Regions from separate parts of the Sus scrofa genome. Here region 2 is linked to region 1. Evidence: chromatin contacts called from public Hi-C data. All regions are on one chromosome and are shown on one strand. The core of a region is the stretch at or near the end of the contact, and the rest is flanking DNA. Distances in the headings are between cores, read along the strand shown.

Region 1 (6,390 bases), core at 1,281-3,780:
AAGTCTTCCTGACAAGTGATTTACAACAATAATCACATCTACCTTGAGCTTTGGCAAGAAAGCTCTCAAAGGTTAAGAAATTAAAATAAAATAGAGGAATGAACTGAGGGTTTGGGGAGGAAATGTTCTAAAATTGAGATTGTGGTGTTCTGTTGTGGCTCAGTGGTTAACGAATCCGACTAGGAACCATGAGGTTTCGGGTTCGATCCCTGGCCTCGCTCAGTGGGTTAAGGATCCGGAGTTGCTGTGAGCTGTGGTGTAGGTTGCAGACACGGCTCGGCTCGGATCTAGTGTTGCTGTGGCTGTGGCACAGGCCGCCAGCTACAACTCCGATTCGACCCCTAGCCTGGGAACCTCCATATACTGCAGGTGTGGCCCTGGAAAAAGAAAAAAAAAAAAAAAAAAAGAGTAAAATTAGGTTGTGATGATGGTCGTACAACTATAAATATGTACTAAAATTCACTGAATTAAAAAAAGAAAAAATGGAGTTCCTCTCGGGGCTCAGTGGAAATCAATCTGACTAGCATCCATGAACATGCAGGTTCCATCCCTAGCCTCGAGCAGTGGGTTAAGGATCTGGTGTTGCCATGAGCTGTTGTGTAGGTCACAGACGCCTCTCAGATCTGGCATTGCTATGGCTGTGGTGTAGGCCGGCGGGTGTAGCTCCCACTCGACCCCTAGCCTGGGAACCTCCAAATACCACGGGTTCCGCCCTAAAAAGACAAAAAAATAAATAAATAAAAATTTAAAAAGAAAAGAAAAATCCAATGGCATGATAAAAAATGTTTGATGTATGCTTCAAGTTTTATTTACAAAGACCTCTAAATCTGGACTAAATATAATGCTTAGAAAAAGAAAGCAAACAACTTAAAATTTAATACATGAACAAGCACAGCTAAGAAATCTTGACCATTCTGCATAGAATGCTTACAAATCATAATTTCCAAAAAAGAAAGTCCCCACGTTTGTGATCAAGATAAAATAAAACTATTAATCAACCACTGCATATTTCTCGAGTTTCTATCAAACTGTGAATGGGATGCCTATTTAAGAACTAAACATTATTGACAATTATCAAACAGATAAAACCTTCTTCTTGGATTATTTCCCCATTTACTATGCACTCATAGCTGAAGATGGAGACTTTGGGTACAGTGCTTTCCAAGTGCTTAATAAATTGTACAAATTGTCTTTCATAAATCTGCCGAAGTTAAGATTTTAAAAAGTGAATACCTCTTGCAACACTTACCAGTTTTGTCCGGATATTCAGCTTATTTGCTCACCACCCAATACAGGATTAGAAATTTCTCCTTACCTTCTTTCCTAACTCTCATGGTTTCTTACCAAATCCAACGGCCAGAATTATTTTTAGGTAACTAATTCCTTAGTTAGACATTAACTGAGCGCACATAATGTTAGGGTTCTCAGACCCGAACAAAATCCAGCTTCCCGAGTTTCTGACGGCTAATTTAACTTTTATGGACACAGATAAGAAAGGTTACAAAACCAACTATCGAGATACATTCTTTTTACTGGATATATTAGAACACAATATAGTCAAAAGCTCATAGTTCAATCAACTCTCGTACTAATCTACCGCAAATCCACAAGATTAAAATAACCCGTATTTTTCCAGTAGAAGGGAAAGGAGGGGGGGACTGGAGGGGGCGTATGGCGCATCACCAGGATGTCCACCCCCAACACAGGGAAACGCTCCTTACCCCCACTCTCAAGCTGGGGGTGTGCACGCCCCTGTCCTCGTCTACCACGTCCCTACCTTCGCGGCCTCGGACTGCGCCACAACAGCCAACACGACTTTTGGTTAGGAAAAGAAACGGGGTGGGGGACACGCGCCACACATTCGACCTCCCAGCCTCACGGGGCCGCAGGCCGCTGCGCTCAACACGACCGGACTCCCAAAGGATGGAGAGGGAGGCCGCGGGGCCGCGCCGCCCAGGGCAGTGGCCAGAGGGTCGCGCGCAGCAGCCAGGCAAATGCCTAGGCCGGGACGAGCGGCCTCCCCGCCCCCTCCGGCTCAACTCGGGGCCGGCAGACGGCGCCCCCGGGGGCTAACTTCGCCGGGGAAGAGGAAGTGCCGCGGCAAGTAACAGGCTGTGAAGACTCTGGAAGCAAGGAAAAGCTGTCCGTGCGTCTGCCTGCCGGCAGGACCGTCTCACCTCCCCTCTTGCCGAGCCCAGGCGGCCCCAGCTCACCTGAGGAGGGCACCGGGATGCCACCGCGGCCACCGCGATGGCCGTTAGGGCACGAGGCCTCCGCTCTGCCGCCGCGTAGCTCTGGGGAGAGGGGCGGGGCGCGCGGCGAGTGGGCGGGGCTGCTGTGCGGACTGGCTGCGAGGCCGCGGGCGGATCCGCGCGGGCAGGAAACCCCCTCCCTGCCCCATCTAATAGGCTCAGCCGCTCCGTTCCCTCCTATCACTGACGCGAGAGCGATCTGCGCTGCGCCACGAGTGGGCGGGCCCCTCTGTCAATCAAGCGTTGTGCTGGGTGTGGAGTGAGCTGAGAAGGCTCCGCAGACAGCTTTGAGCGAGCGGGCGAGGAACGCCGGGCCTGCATCTGATTCTTGTAGCTTTTGTCTCTCTAGCTGATTACTTTGGACTTTCTCAGCGCCACAGGAGAGAACCCACAACAGAAATGACGGCTTCCCGAGGTCAGCCCTTGCTATTCTGGACGCTTCCTCCTGGTTTCCGCATCTGAAGAAGGTCTTGCCAGCAAAAGGTTTTTAAGGGCGGGGAACTTAAAAAGCAAAACAAACATAAAGACCTGGAAATGGGGACCTGAGAGGAAAATGTCAGACATATGCTTAAATTGAGCAGCAAACAGAAATAAGCTGAGTCTGAAGGCCTTCGAAGGGTCCTGGTGCGTGGGTAGCTTCCCGTCTTGGCTGCAGAAGCCTTGCTGTGAGGAGAGCAGTGATCTTTGGTGCCAGGTCTGCCCATTCTTAGCGGCCCAGCCCCAGTCACCGGCCATCAGTAAGTTGGTTCTCCCGCGACGCCAGCACTGCAGCCACCCTCCATTCCCTGCCATCTCTGTAGCTCTGCTTAGGTGTTGCCCCCTTAGGGAAGACTGCCAAGGTGCACAGATATTGTCCCCACCTAAGCTGTTGAAAGAGTCAGTCCGTCTCCCTACCGACACTGTACATTCAGTTAAATCAGGAGCCATGTCAGTATACAGTTTTTCCCCAGTGCCAAGCACATGCTAGATCGTCAGTAAATATTGTTTAGGCATTAATACATCTTCCAATCCCATTTTTAATCCTGGCCCTAAATTCCAAGAGTTTCTGCTTTTCTATATTTAACTTCAAAATTGTTTGCGTGCTGATAGAGGTGTGTGGTTCACTTGCTATATATAGGATCACAAGGTCAAGCACAAAACACCTATGGTCCAGCCCTTCCTGGCCTCAAGTTGGCTAGAGCAAGTAGACCACACTGAACTCCAGGCAGCAACAACTCTACATCTATATCCCATAACTAGCATCTAAAGTGAATAATGTAAGTGAATTTTGGATTATTCAAAGGGTCTAAATACCTTTGCATATTTTATCATGGACTGAATTGTGTTCCCTACCAAAATTCATGTTGAAGCCCTATCCCCCAATGTGAATGTATTTAAAAGTACATTCTAAATGTATTCTAGAAAGGCCTCCTAGGACCTTTAGGAGGTAACTAAGGTCAACTGAGGTGGTAAGAGTGAGGCCCTAATCCTATAGGATGTGCCCTTGTAAGATACAGCAAGCCCTGTAGCTTGCTCTCTGTCTTCACAACTAGAAGACACACTGAGAAGGCAGCCATGTGCACGCCAGGAAGAGAGCTCTTGCCAAAAACTAACTTTGCTGGCACTCAGATGTGGGACTTTCAGTCTCCAGAACTGTGAGAATTAAATTTCTGTTGTTTAGGCCACCCAGTCTGTGGTATTTTGCTGTAGCAGCCCAAGCTAACTAATACAGTAGTTTTATTTGTTGATACATCTTAGTAAAGTTCATGGATAGAGCTATTATTACATTCATTATTGAAGCTGGAGAAACCATGGTCCAGAGGTTGAAACTATTTCTCCAGAATCACATATCAAACTACACCTTGCTAAATTCTAGTTACATATTTAACATGTGATAAGGTTAGGAGATGTGAATAAAAATATAACAGATAAAATGGTCCTTTCCATCAGGTAGCTTATGACCCTAAAATATCATTTTAAGTGGGGAAAATAAGCCCAGAAAAAAAATATGCTGAAGTCATAACTTTAGATTTTATTTTGTAAGAGAATATGTATTTTGAATGGGCCAATGATCTGAATAAACTCTTCATGAGATTTTGATCCAGATCTCTTAACTATGGCATGCCACCTATTGAAGCAATAGAAGTGAGGGGAAGAGCTTTTTCATAAGAGGATTTTAGTTATTTGTAAACATGTTTTTTCCTTTTAGTTTTCCTTTAAATTTCCTCATTGCCCATTCTTACTAGGAACTCTGAAAAAAGAAAAACAAAAAAAAATCTTAGAAAAAGAGATAGAATTAAAGAAGAAAAATAAGGGAAAAACAATGAAAGAGGAAAGCATTAGGTAGAAGGGTAGATAGGCAGAAAGTGATGTATGAAATTATATTACAGTGTACTTAGAAGAAATAGAGTCCATGACCTTATGAGGTGGGAGTTGTCCCAAAGACTCCCTTTCACACTCTGTATCTCCCCACCTTCCAAATTTAAATATGCAGTTGGCTCCTCCTTCCTCTCATTTAGTGGAACTCACATCAAAAAATGAGAATCACTCCTAATTAGTTCTGAGTGGACTAAGGAGTAGTCAGAATCAGGAAACAACACTTAGGTGAAAACTTATGACTAATAGACTAGAAATGGGGCCTCAGATATGGGAACTAATCTGTCTAGGATAAAAACATGTAGGCAGCTCACTTCATTCATCTCAAAGAAAAGAATTTGGGAAGACAAGGGAAAAATGAGGCTCCATGTCTCAAGACCTTTCCCAGGAAACTATTGATAGCTTATATGTAGAAGTGATTAGGGAGAATGATCTGGTTTGGCATCAATGTAAGATAGAACTATTTAGGACAAAAACAAGAAACAGAGAAAAAGAAAAAAACCCACCCTACCTACTAATCAGTAAGCAGTAACTAATCACATGTTTGACTGTGAAATACAGAAATTAGTGGGCCCTGGTAGCTAAATTTCTGGATTAAATACTGTTATGCTTTATGCTTTTATGGGAGTTAATACAACAAAAATATATTGCATCTACTCTGGTGGGCACTACAATTGGTACCAGAGATCTAAAGATCAGTCAAACTTAAAGGAGCTTCAACCAATTACAGAGAATAAGATTTAAACAGATAACGTATTATTTATATAGTAAATACAGCAATAGATATGTACAGGGGGACATTAGGCAACAGGGGGAGAAGAGGTATGTGGTTAGGCTATTCAGGCAATTAAGTAGGCAAAGGAGAAAGGCCTTCCAATTAGAGGGGCCTGCATTTTAAAAGGCATTATATAATATTAGAATATTGCAAGAGCAGAAAAACTAACAAAAGTAAACAAGAGTGGATTATGCAAGTTAAGGCCCTTGGATTTTATCATATAGGCAATGAGACCCATCAAAGGGTTTTCTTAACAGCACTTTATAAACTGTCATTCTGTTGTTTTCTGGTCTCCATGGTTTCCTGTATGTCATATGTCTTTTCCTCTGGGTGCTTTTAAGATTTTGTTTCTTTATCTTTGTTTATCATAGCAGTTACACTATGTTTCTAGGTGTGATTTTCTTTGTATTCATGCTGGGGTGGTTCACTTATTTCCCTGGATCTGTGGATTGCTGACTGTTTTTGTTGTTTCTTTTTATCAAATTTGGAAAACCTCTGGCCGGTATCTTCAAATATTTTTTTTCACCCCTTTCTCTCTCTCTCTTCTTCTGTGACTACACTTAACACTTATGCTAGACTTCTTAGTCCTTGGTATGGTTCAATCCAGGCTATGTTCTTTTTTTTTTTTTCCAAATATTTTCCTTCTGTGCTTCAATTTGGATAATTTTTATTGAGAGCCAATAATTCCTGGAAAATCTGAATGTTAACATTTTCCCAAAAGCACAGACATCCGACAAGTGACTGTGGGTTCCTTTGGGGTATATTTGAAGGCATATTAGTCAAGGGAACAGAAATCACAGGATATTACAAGAGAGAATTTAGTTTTGGGTGTTGAAGGACTGGAAAAGCAAAAAGGGACCACTGAAGTATCCCAGATATGATAACTTAGAAGTAGCTACCACCTCTAAGGAAAGTGAAAAAGAGGAATCGAGGTGGAACCATCAGGTGTCAGGAGCTCAGAGGAATGACCTAGCTGACTTGCAGCTCACACCCCTGCGAGAGTGCTCT
Region 2 (6,711 bases), core at 3,180-5,679, 110 kb before region 1:
ACTAATGATGGGTCCAGACTTGCCTCCCAGATCCAGACACTGCGGGACCAGAAGGGCCACCCTGATTGTTGGGCTTGGCTTAGGAAATAGAGTGGAGCGTGTTCTGGGCTAAATCCCCCTGCCTTGGGGTCAGTGGACACTCAAAAGAAAGGCAGTTCCTGCAGGGAGTTTTCAGAGAACAAAGCATTTCCTGGCATTTGAAGAGCTGCCTGAATAGGGGACAGGAGGACTTGGGAGTCAGGGACCAACTGTGCAAAACAGACCCTGTTCAGAGCCATCATAAGAGCACACAGCACCAATAGACTACCTCTGAAACACCCCCAGAAGGAAAAGAGATGTTTGATTCCTCCAGTTTTAAGTCAAACATGATTAGAACTGGACTTTCCATCTCCATCTTTGTTGAGAATAGGATTAGAGAAAATGCCCTAAGGTCATTTCAGTTCAGGGGATTTTCTTGACAGTGTTGAGCCTCTGTCCTTTGTCCTCTACATCCTTATCTCATTTAATCCATCCAGTAGATTTAAGAAGGTAAATACTATTCCTTTTGTACAGATGACATAACAGAGCCTTAGAGAAGTGATTTTCCCAGAGTCACAACAGTTAATGGCCAGAATTTGAATTCATGTCTTTCCATGTTTCTAGACTTTGCTGTGTGGGGTGTTGAGCCTTGGTATTAGTGGATTTCAGCTCTGGCTATACATGAGAATAACCTGGGGAGAATTTTTAACTCCCAAGAAACAGGATGCACATGGATCATTTAAATCGGACTCTGGGGATGGGCCCCAGAGATAAATGGTTTTAAAGCTCCCCTGTGACTTGAATTCATGCAACTGAGGTTAAGAACCTCTGCATTTTTCAAAGACCAACTACAGACTTAATGCCCTTAAGAATCTCAATTCCATCTCAGCTCTACAGCCAACATCACCGGCACAGGGACCACACAGGATCACATCTTCTGCTTTTGGTGCAGGTACAGAGAATCCTTTCCTCAGCTTCTCCAGCAGCAAGCCCTTTTCCTGTTTACACTGGCCTTTTCAAGTGCAAGTTCCTACTGCACACACCCACCCACGTAGTTTTGCAGGCACTTCCTTATCTCCAAGCACCCCATGCCTTCCTTTCCAACCCCTGCTGCCAGCCCCAGCTGGAGCTCCGTGTTTCTAGGACCCAGAGGAGGTGGTGTTGGATGCTGCCTGGGCATTGCAGGAAGAGGCAAAGCTGCACCACCTTCCAGTGCCCTACAGGCTCCCGCAGGGCCTGCCAGTGGGATCTCACTGCTTCTGCCATATCCTCCCAGTGCCTAGGGAATGACACCTGGGCAGAGGAGCCCACATTCTGCACCCAAATTCCTACTGGTACCCCACTTCAATGGTCCCATGCCAGTCCCCACCTTTTCACTCCTTCCTCTGCTCTCTGGCTCTTAACTCTGGCATCCCTAGGATAATAACAGTAATAGTAGTATGGTAATAGTAGTGATACTTACTAATAGCTGAGTGCTGTGATAAGACAGCACTGCCCTGATCATTTACACATTTCATCTTGCCCACAGTCACCCAGTGAGGCAAACTGTTGCCCGTCTTACAGAAAAGGACTCGAGTGGCTGAACTGGGATTAGAACCACAACTGTCGGAATCTAGAGGGCCAACTTCCCCTACAAATGGATCTTCACTTTCCTCAGCCCCTTCCAGGGTGGGCTCCCCCACCTTCTACACCCCTCAGTAACCTTCGATTCCTTCCATTACTGTACATGCTGCCCCCAACCCTCCTACGTCCTCACACCAGAGGATTGCCTGCCACACCAAGAAAACCAGTCACCGAAGGCAAGCCTTTCCCTTGCCTTTCCTGCATGTCCAAACCGGTCACATTATCATCCACACCCCTCTCAGAGGAGGGCTGCCCTGCGCCTTTCTCCTCCACTCACTCCTCCAGCCGGCAGCCTGACCAACATGCTCACTGCTCCACGAAGCCACTTTCTCAAGGACCCATTTAGGGACCTCCTTCAGACCTATCAGCAGCTCTCCTATCCTCCCTTCCATGACCCTCTCCCTGCCCCTCTCCCTCTCCCGGCACCTGTGGGTGCCCTTCCCTCCATCCTCTTTATATAGATTTCCTAGAATCTTTTCCTGGGTTCTCTTTGTCCTCACGTCTTGTCCCTGGACAATCTCACCTGCTCCCAAGTGAGGTGATTAGCTATTAATTAATTAGCTATTAGTTTTGTGTCTGACCTTGATCTGTCTGAGCCCCAGGGCCTGCTTTCCAACTATAAATCAGACATCTGAGGCACAATATCTTATAGGAATCCCCATCTCAAATAGCCCAAAGCCAGGAGAGTCTCCTGTTCCTCAGACCAGTCACCCCTGCTAGGTTCTCTGCGTTGGATGACATTCTCACCAACTTCAAATAGAAGCCGGACACCATCGTTGTCTCCCCACAACTCTGACTCCCAGTAACTTGTCCCCAAGGCTCTAAACTTTCTAACTCAGCCATGGCTATGTTTTCGCTCCCCTCCCCGACTCCTGGGATCAGGACCCACCTTGGCTCAGGACCCACCTTGGCTCAGCTGCAGGGTTCACTCACCCCCCGACTCTTTTCTTGCCTGAAGCTAATTCTCCCCACAGCAGCCAGGGCGAGTGTTCGGTGAGACAGACTTGGCCTAGACCCTCTCTTCTTCCATGAGCCCCTCTATTGATTTGATCAAGCTTTATGTCAAAGCCCTTCACCCTGTGACCAGCTGCTTCCTCACCTGCTGGCCATCCTGCCCTTGCTCCTGCTATGCCCCCCACACACTCTTTTACACCTTGGTAATTATTTGCACTCTGCCATAGTTGGTCACTAATCTGGGTTCTTCCCTTACTTCTTTCTCCATCATTTTCCAGGTTCTATTGTTATAGAAATTTTACTCATTTCCAAAAGACTATTTCTGGTCACGCTAATAATGTATAGACACTATTGCACAAAGATGCACACACAGGAAACAAAGATGGAGTTAATGAGGTAGGGATGGGAGGCAGTATAAGATTTACTGAGGCACCATCAGGGTAGAGAGAGGCCGTCTTAGCCTCATCTCCCCAATTCTAGAGCAGCCTTCTTTCCAGAGAAAATCATAAATAACTTCCAAAGTCTCTTTTGAAATGAGAGGGGGTAGATTTCCTGTTGTGGCGCTGCAGAGATGAATCCGACTAGTATCCATGAGGATGCAGGTTCCATCCCTGACCTCACTCAGTGGCTTAAGCTCCGGTGTTGCCATGAGCTGCGGTGTAGGTTGCAGACATAGCTTGGATCCTGCGTTGCTGTGGCTGTAGCATAGGCCAGTAGCTATAGCTCCAAACTGACCCCTAGACTGGGAACTTCCATAGGCCACAGGAGTGGCCCTAAAAAGCAAAAACAAAAGAGGGGGGTGCTGTAGGAAGCTGCCAGAAACTTTTTAAATAGACCAGTTAGGGTTGTTTATGTTCACAGTACTCTGACTTTGCAAGACTAATTTGATGCTGAAAAGAATCCTAAAGGCTCAGTGAACATGGCTCCTGAAAGGGGGGTGGGTGTGAACTGGTAGAGGTGTGGAGTAAGTAGAAAAGGGCCTTACTTGAATTTCGATTAAAGGGGTGCTTCAGGGTGCTCCAGGCCGAGGTCTGTGAGCCCAGCGTGGCCCTGACCCGGAGGTTGTATGGCACAGTGGCAGTGATGTCATCAGTGATGTCACACTCAAGACCTGTGGTGGGTGAGCACCAGTTGCTGGGGATCCAGATGTGGCTCATGTATAGGCTCTCATACTCTCTGGACAAAGAGAGGAGGAGACAGTATCACAGCAGCCCCTTCTCCCCAGCCTCAATGATGGTTTCAAGTACCTGCCTCATTCGCTGACTTTTTATGGGTCCGGAAAAGAAGAATTGGCTCCACATTCCACTTCCTCCCCTCTCCTCCTTCACCAACCACCCATCCTTCCTTACGCCCTTTCTTACCAGATGAGGGAAATCCAGGCATAAACCCCACCTAAACCCCATAAACTCTGTCCTGGTCTGTCTGCACAGTCACCACCCCGTTCGCAGCCACTGCACCCCTTGCCTTGCTGGGTCTCCTGACTGCTTTTCCGGCTTCCCTTCCTGCCATTCTCCAAACCCTTCATCACTCAGCAGAGCATAACATTTCTCCAAGGAGCTCTGGCCTTGAATGGAATCCAAACCTCCCCCATGGCCTACAAGACTCTCTGGCCTTCTCTCTCACTCCAACCTTCAGCATGATGCTCTCTCCACACAGGCCTCCTTGCCGTTTCCCCAACAGGCTGACACGTTCACTGTCTCAAATGCTCTGCCCCTGCATTCCACATTGGCCGGCTGCTCCTGTCCTTCAGCCACTGGCTTAAACAGCACATACTCAGGCAGACCTCCCCTGCCCATCTAATAAAAGTTGTCACAGTGTCATCTCTGTTGCATCAGCCTTTTAGCTCCCTCCTAGCACTGATTTCTGACACCCAAAGCAGTGCTGCCCAATAGAACTTTCTGCAATGGTGCAACTATTCTGCATGGGTGTTTTTCTATGTGATATTAGCCACATGTGCCTATTAAGAACTTGAAATGCGGAATTTTCACTGTGGCTCAGCGGGTTAAGGACTCAATGTAATCTCTGTGAGGATGTGCATTTGTTCCCTGGCCTTGCTCAGTGGGAACTTCCATATGCTGAATCTGCACCCATAAAAAAGCGGAAGAAAAAAAAAAAACTTGAAATACGGCTCATGTGAGGAGTTCCCATCATGGCTCAGTGGTTAACGAACCCAACTGGCATCCAAAAGTACGAGGGTTTGATCCCTGGCCTTGCTCATTGGGTTAGGGATCTGGCATTGCTGTGAGCTGTGGTGTAGGTTGCAGATGCAGCTCAGATCCTGCCTTGCTGTGGCTGTAGCGTAGGCCGGCAGCTACAGCTCCAATTCAACCCCTAGCTGGGAACCTCCATATGCCACCAGTGCAGCCCTAAAAGACAAGAAAAGAAAAAGAAAAAGAAATATGGCTCATATGACAGGGAAACAGACATTTTAATTTAATTTTAACTAACTTAACTTTAAATAGCTGTCCATGTCTAGTGGCCACTACATTGGACAGTGTAGACCTAGTGTCTTTATTTCTTGAACTTTTTACTGTCTCCTCTGGTAAATGTAAGCTCCTTATCTCCAGAAACTTGGTCAACTGTACCCCTGAGCCTAGGAGAAAGTCTACACCTGGAGCAGCTGAGAGTGTATGAGTTGTTAATGAAATATGTTGAACACCTTCTGTGTCCCTGTCACTCAACACCTCTGAGAGCTTGGATACCTGGAAGAGGACCAGCTGACATAGAGGGTCACAATTTGTTTTGGCTCCTAGGGACATGCGCACAGTCGGGAAAACCGAGGTCTCCCTCATCCCCAGAGGATCTCAGTCTCCAATGATTTCTCCACCTCAAGTGAGAGTCCACCTCATTTCCTAATATTTTCTTCAGTGATAGACAATTGACGCACTGTTAAAAACAAGCTTCACCAAAAAATGTGTTTATAAATGTTTGTGTCCCCAGGTTGTTCACCGTCAAATCCACGGGACAATTTCCCTTGCTGCGTCAGCTCCCTCAGTGTCCAAGAGGCAGACACGAGAGGCAGATCATGGGAAATAATCTCTCCCTGGACTCACAAAGCCTCCTTGGGCTCTGGAATGAGGGTTGTGCCTCCAGGAGTTAACGACTATCCAAAAGAGATAAACTAAAACAAACAAAAAAACTCACCCCTGGTACTCGACAGAATAGTATACTATTTCTTCAGGCACCATCACTGGGCTCCAGGTCAAGACGTGCTTCATGTTGGTTGACTGCACTGAGATGTTCTGTGGGGCAGGCAGAACAGCCACTCCATCTGGGATCAAGTCAGATAGACAGGCTTACAGGTAAGCTCACATAGGGGAATGCCACCGCTTCAAGTTAGTTTCTAATGAAAGAACTCACATGCTTTGGAACAACTGTAATTTCACCATACTTGTGTTCAAACTTAATTTTTGCTGTCGTCATTTTAATTCTGCCTTTGGTGATAGAATGGCATGTCAACATTCATAATAATAAAGGCTAATTTTATTGAGCACTTACGATGCTCTGTCTAGGTCACCTACTAGGTTATCACACGATTATCTCCTTTAGCCTAATGACCACACTGGGAGGTGAGGACCACCAGATTCTCTGCTGTATAAATGAGAAAACTGAAGCCCATTATGTACAACCCCATGTCAGATTGACCTAGATTCAGACCTTGACTCTGCCACTATGTGACCTCGGTTTTCATAAACCTGAGTCTCCTACCCCTACATGGCAAACCCATACTGCCTCCGGCCAGCTTCTCATCGCCACCCTCTCCTGTTACTGCCAAAAGGTACCAAAGCACATTCCTTTGTGTCCCGCAGTAAGGCCAAATAGGACATCGGCTGCCAGGTGAGAAGTTCTGGCTTGGGTCTGCTGTGGAAGGAGGAGTCCAGCCCAGAGCACAGCAGGCCAGCTCATCAGGCAGACTGCAAGCCTCTGAGCCAGCCCAACACAAGCATCTGCTCACCATGTGCACACTGGGCACACACAGTAGGTCTACAGTTTGCACAGAGAATCAAAGAGGCCTGTGAAGCTGAACCCGCTCTCATAAGGACTTTGGGCAGCCCCAGGGCTCACCCTTGTGTGTAACCCAGGGTGTAGCATGGATCTTCCACTATGGGCCTCTCC

Evidence for each region. A called contact is a pair of places that touch in the nucleus more often than the background predicts.
Region 2: a Hi-C map of skeletal muscle shows a contact between it and region 1, with 2.5 times the contacts expected there. The contact joins the enhancer-like site here to the promoter of STAG1 in region 1. A contact is called at or near these places in 1 of 5 promoter capture datasets (liver), 7 of 47 Hi-C or Micro-C datasets (embryonic fibroblasts, liver, retroperitoneal adipose tissue and 1 more) and 2 of 2 datasets of contacts at active chromatin or transcription factors (alveolar macrophages and skeletal muscle).

What each region holds. Positions count from the first base shown.
Region 1 is chr13:77,859,637-77,866,026 of Sscrofa11.1, reverse strand. It overlaps STAG1 (cohesin subunit SA-1), which reads left to right and starts at 2,530. Exons shown (of 38, transcript XM_021071121.1): 1 at 2,530-2,989. It also overlaps a transcript of NCK1 not described here.
Region 2 is chr13:77,966,674-77,973,384 of Sscrofa11.1, reverse strand. IL20RB (interleukin-20 receptor subunit beta) reads right to left here. Exons shown (of 6, transcript XM_013982051.2): 2 at 5,740-5,866; 3 at 3,581-3,771. Among named protein-coding and RNA genes, the nearest start is that of IL20RB, 24 kb to the right of the region's middle. Within about 2 kb of position 4,429, at least 4 of the 83 cell types and tissues checked have an H3K27ac peak or open chromatin away from gene starts, as enhancers often do. A contact at or near this core is called in skeletal muscle, where this site is marked.